2 separate regions of the Anas platyrhynchos genome follow, and region 1 is linked to region 2. A link is a contact called in public Hi-C data. All regions are on one chromosome and are shown on one strand. The core of a region is the stretch at or near the end of the contact, and the rest is flanking DNA. Distances in the headings are between cores, read along the strand shown. Region 1 overlaps LOC113842709 (a long non-coding RNA gene). Region 2 overlaps LOC113842709 (a long non-coding RNA gene).

Region 1 (2,700 bases), core at 194-2,693, 150 kb before region 2:
CTCCAATTGCTATTTATGATATGATTAGACAGGTCAAGTTTAATTTCAGCATTGTGGATGAATCTGTTATCCAATCATTTTAATGATGCACTACTCAAACCTGCAGTGGGGCTGAGCATGGAAAGAAAACCTTGATTGTAACTTGTCTGCTGATGATTGGAGTTTGTTTTGAAAGCACTCCGACGTGATCATCAGCAGCACGCTTGGCCAAAGGTAGGGAATGTTCATACTCTTCTACCGTCACCAGACCTGTAGCTGTGTGACAGGTAGGTAGAGGTACACCAGACAGGATGGAGTATTGCAGGAAGGATCACTTCTCCTTGGGGCTAACACAAGGGTATACTTAATCAAATTAGAGCCTATAAGAAAATACCATCTTTCAGGTAGAAGATACTGTTCTTCAGCTGAATATTGCTCTCCAGGCTACATAATCTAGTCTGCTGAACCAAGAAACCACCAGTGTCGACCTAATCCAGTTGACATTGCTGTTTCAATAGTAGTTGCACATGCCTAAGAAGCTACCGTGTTTAGTGGAAGGAGTCTCCTTGCAGGGGTGCAGCTTCCTGGTGGATTTATGTGCTCTGCCACGGCCTGAGCACTTTCCTGTAGCAGCCCTTGGATCAGAAATATAGACTTCTTAATGCGGACAGCACTGCCAGATCAAGACAGCTGCGGTGACATTGGATGGGCTGAATCTGTGCAGCCAGATCAAAACGTCAGCACAAATGCTGCATGAATTCATAACATTCACATACTAAAGTTTCTTGCAAGAAAGTTAAATAGCAGGAGAAAGGATTTCTTTGCTCCTGCTTGCCAGTGACAGCTGCGTTTTCATAACGCCAGTCTGGAGCAGCTCTGTATGTGTGCTTCGCCCCTTTGAGGCTCTTCGAGATGCCTGTCTATCAGGCATGGGAAAACTCCCTTTCCCAACACTGACTGTGAGCAGTGAAGCAGGAGGAGTGAAAGTTGTGTCACAGCAAAACAGCCCTCCGCACGTGTGCATGTGTCTGCATCCCTTCCATCTTCTTTCTATAGTACCTCCATGCCCTTGAACGTGCCAGTGCCCATCCCAACGTGTGGGTCTAGAATTCAGTCCCTGTGTAACTTCTGAGAAAACATAAATTGATAGGTCAGACAGATCACTTTTTTTTTTTTTTCTTTTTTTTCGACTCCACTCATTCTGTTCTGCCCAGAGCATAACAGAAGTTGCCTCAGCTTATGACGATACCCTCAAGCCCCAAGGACGCTGGTGGTAAGGATGGGGCAGCCCCATCTGACAGTGCCTTCGCAGCACAGCTCCACTGGAGCTCCTGCTGCTACTCTGGGCCCATGTCTCCCACTTCAGCTTTCCCTGGTGTAAAATGGGCCCAGATACAGTAATCCAGCTACCCCAAACACCTCGCAGCACCCATTCAACTCCAACACCACCAATACTCCTAGTGCGTGCTTCAGCTACTAATACCTGAAAATTTACACATCCTATTTACCCACCTACCCCACAATGGTGGGGTCTGAGCTGACTGAACACATGTAGCGATTGAGCCTGCAAGCTCTTTCTACGAAAGCAAAGCCAACAGCCCCTCATAAAACTGAACTGTCCCTTAGATTCCCCGGTGTCACCCCCACTTCTCCCCCCAGCAATAAACAGCTCCTCAACGCACAGCACAACCGCATAACCCCCTGGTGAAAGCTGTGTGCTGGAAACCGCTGGCGAGGAGCGATATTTGGGTTGGGTTGGTCCGAGGAGGCTGAAGCGGAGCTTTCCCCGCAGACCCCCCACCCTCCATGTCCCACCGCCCCCTGCCCGTGCTAATGGCGCCCGTCCCCCCCCGCCATTGAGCGGCCAGCGGCCGCCGGGCTCCCCCTAGGGGCGGCGGGGCGCGGGAGGCGGCGTTGCCGGGAGACGCCTCAGCATGAGGAGGCCCGTGGCTCCGTCAGTCAAAAAAATAAAAATAACTGCAGGCTCCGGTCCAACAGCGGGGCTGAAGGCACCGGGTATTGCCCGGGCTTGGGCTTACTGCCCAAGAGGGCCGCAGGTGGGAGTCGGGGGTGAGGGCTGCGGGACACAAAGCCCTCAGGGGTCTGTGAGCTTCACAGGCACTGTCACAAGCCAAGGTGGTCAGCCCCTGATGCAGCATCAACAGCAGTATTAATGAAATTACTGAAATTCAGCAGTAATCGTGGCATGCGCATCTCACCTTGACAGGCAGAAAACTCTGGAATAACCATAGCTGCCACACACTATAGCTACCAGAACATGAGACCCATTAGTTCATACCCAGTTTCCTGTGGAAAGTTAATTAATATGATCATCCCACAAGCAGCTCGGTGCTCTGTGAGCTCTGCAGGCCTGTGAGGTGCAGGATCTGGGGGCTCTGGAGCTGTGCTGCTAACAGGTGAAAAATCCCATCCTGGTCTGGTTGCCATGATGACTCCTCGAGCGGTGGGAGTGAGCTGCTGCACTCAAACTGCACCAAAGCCACTTGTAGTGAAAAGAGGACATGTGGCTTAGCTGGAAAGAACCTCAGAGGCTGGTCATTTGTGGTTTTTAGAGCCACAGAAAGCTGCTGAACACACAAAAGGGCTGCAGTTGTACCTGGGTGCACCGATCTCTGCCGCTGTCTTCTGGTGGACTGGGCATACAGTTGTGTCCTTGCCTTCTGAAGACTTTTTCCCTGGTCAATAGGGGTTTTTGCTTAG
Region 2 (2,700 bases), core at 144-2,643:
CTTTCTAGTTTTTCCAGAACTAGTGTTCTGCACTATTCTAGCTTTATTTCATTAAAGAACAAATTGTGAGGCTTTTTTGTTTCCCACTGCTAGCAACAATATATAATAGTTTATATTTTAGAAAAAAAAAAAGTTCCTTTTTACTTTTGATTTGTTACTGTCTTTGTATTTCCTCTGTTCAGACTTAAGCAATAAACAAGCCATGGTCACATTCATTCTCGGTCAGTTTTACGTTCCCCCTCCCCCTTTTTCTTTTTAATTATTAGAAATCATTTCTGACAGCAACACCCCCTCCCACAGTGCTATATGACCATGAACAATGCCCAGAACAGAGATCTACCCTTGGTTTTCTTATAGAGACAGTAGCTCCTTCTGATGTGTCTGTTCTCCGCCTTCCACACTTGTTAGAGGGGATGAGTCCCTTCAGCACACTAAGCAAAAACACCATAGCTACTCAGTGCCATTCTGGTGAGGAAAGCTGAGTTTTCCTAGCTTCATAATGCCAAGTCCAGGGCAGATTGGTGAATAGCTATGAGGTTTGATGAAACAGGTTCTGAAAGTGTGAAAATTGTTCTCAGGTACTGCCAATAGAAGCTGGTTTAATTTACAATCATATTCCTATTCCTAGGTTGAAGTTTTCATCCTCTTGCTCTTACATGAATATCAAAATTACCATGCAGAAACAGAAAAACAGGAGAAAAAAAAGCACCATAATTTAAGGTTTCCATCCACATTTGCTTTTATTAAAGTACATTTTTCCTTTTTTTATATTTTTTTCTTCTTTTGTATGTGTTTAAAAAAAAAAAAAAGTTTGGGGAGGGTTGGTTTGATAAATTTAGCCACACTAACCTGGCCACATCAGATACTGGGAAGCTAGAGGAGACAACAGCTGCGAGGTACGCTGAGGAGGATACGCGTGCATTATCTCCCCGTACGTTCCCCCCAGAGAAGGATGCGGGCATCCCACAGTACAGCATTTAGCACGTGCCTTCACCACGCAGTTTGCATTCAGTTCTCTCTGCCCTTTGCCCGGTGATTTAGCTGCCGCAGGGATGGGACACGAGTCCTCGGCCACCGGGCTGCAATTCCCCTGCCCACAAAAGTCACCCAAGGGAGCCTGGCCAGAGCTCCCGGTGGCCCTGGGGGCAGCAGCAGCCTGCCTTGCTCCAGCGGTCCCCCTCCTCCAGCTGGTACCCAGAGCCATGCAGGGCCTTCAGGTCTCAGCACCCTACAGGGATGCACACAACCTGTGGGTTAGAGGCAAGCAACCCACGCAGCACATCCTTCCCAATTCCTGATTAAAAGTCACACGAGGAGAGCCTTCGCTGTGCATCCTGCCCGCTGCGGATGGACGGACGGACGGACAGAAGTGCGGGCGCTGTAATTCCGTGTAGTTTCCCTCCCTCTAGCGATAGAAACAGAGATTGCGGGGCACTCCTCGAGGGCTCGGAGCAGAGCACAGGGGGCTGCGAGGAAACCCCCCGCAGCTCCAAGCCAAGGCAGCTGCCCTTTGGCAGAAAGGTACGTGTTGGGAGAGCACCACGGCCCCAAAAGGGGGGCTCGGCAGCCCCACGGCCCCATTTCCACCCGCAGAAGGAATCCCCTCTACCAAAATCAGGGGCAGGACCTCTGGCTTTGACCCACAAGGCACAGAAGAGAACCAAACGGGATGCTGTGCGTGAGTCACTCCGGCTTTCTCGTTGTTTTGTCCAGGTTTAGCCTTTGCGGGGCTCACAGAGGAGCGTGTGTCTTTGCCACACCACTTGGCAGGGCTTTTCAAATATTTACAAAGTGTATTCGGTACCCCCTGCTAATAATAGCCCAATGGGTCCCCAGATAGAGCGCCAGAGACTGAGGCGCTCTTGTTGCGGCTGTCGTGTCGCAGCCCGGCTGCACAATGCTGAAAGGCTCCTCAGTTCGTGTAAAAGGCCAGGAGACAGGGAAACAGATCGCAGAGGTTCCCGAGGCTGTTATTTTAGGAAACGCAGCCCCAGTGGCGGAACTGCAAACTTTCTCCAACCAGAAGTTGTGTGAGGTCTCTGATCCTTACTCACTTTTGTTCAGCTTGCTTGCTGGAGACTAGGAACAAAAAGCCTTAGAAGCAAACAAGCTAGCCGGAAAGCTATCTCGGGCTTACCCCTCTGAAGGGTAAAATATTTCAGCTTTGACCATGCCATATTTCTGATACCAGATGCCAAAACTGAAAGCCATAGTTTCAAAACACCCTGCCCTAGGAGCTGAGCTGTACAACCAAAGCCCATCTATACAACAGGCAAAAGCAGGGCCTAATCTGTTGCCTAATTTGTCAATCCTAAACCACCTAGAGCTACTCAGACTTGAAGAAAGAAAGCATGTTTGCTTGTCATGGGCTGACAAGGGAACCAAGCAGATCTTGTCTGACCATTTGTAAAGGGAACCCCATTTCCCAAAGTGTCCACAAGCCCAAAGCCCACACTTCATTTGGGTTGAGATCCTGGCATGGATGTTGGCCTCATGCAGCTGTACGGTGATGGTCAACCCTGCCAGCACTATGCTGACACCCGTGAGGCTTTTGGGGCTTACTGCCACATGGAGGCACCAACACAGAACCAATGTAATCCGAACTGCTGCTCTGGCTGGGTGGCCAGGCCCATTTTCAATCTTTGTATCCATCCATTAAAATTAGAGAGGGATCAGGCCCACCTCAGCTGCAGGCCCTTC

What was found. Hi-C and Micro-C count contacts between places; a contact is called where the count stands out from the background.
Region 1: a contact with region 2 is called in a Hi-C map of subcutaneous adipose tissue, with 2.6 times the contacts expected there. The contact joins two enhancer-like sites. A contact is called at or near these places in 3 of 8 Hi-C or Micro-C datasets (F1 follicle, small yellow follicle and subcutaneous adipose tissue).

Annotation. Positions count from the first base shown.
Region 1 is chr2:108,688,189-108,690,888 of IASCAAS_PekinDuck_T2T, reverse strand. All of the region lies in intron 5 of LOC113842709 (a long non-coding RNA gene), which reads right to left. The region is part of intron 2 of LOC140001558 (a long non-coding RNA gene); the gene reads left to right. Among named protein-coding and RNA genes, the nearest start is that of RNF144B, 270 kb to the right of the region's middle. Within about 2 kb of position 1,443, at least 3 of the 8 cell types and tissues checked have an H3K27ac peak or open chromatin away from gene starts, as enhancers often do. A contact at or near this core is called in subcutaneous adipose tissue, where this site is marked.
Region 2 is chr2:108,541,389-108,544,088 of IASCAAS_PekinDuck_T2T, reverse strand. All of the region lies in intron 2 of LOC113842709 (a long non-coding RNA gene), which reads right to left. Among named protein-coding and RNA genes, the nearest start is that of RNF144B, 120 kb to the right of the region's middle. Within about 2 kb of position 1,393, at least 3 of the 8 cell types and tissues checked have an H3K27ac peak or open chromatin away from gene starts, as enhancers often do. A contact at or near this core is called in subcutaneous adipose tissue, where this site is marked.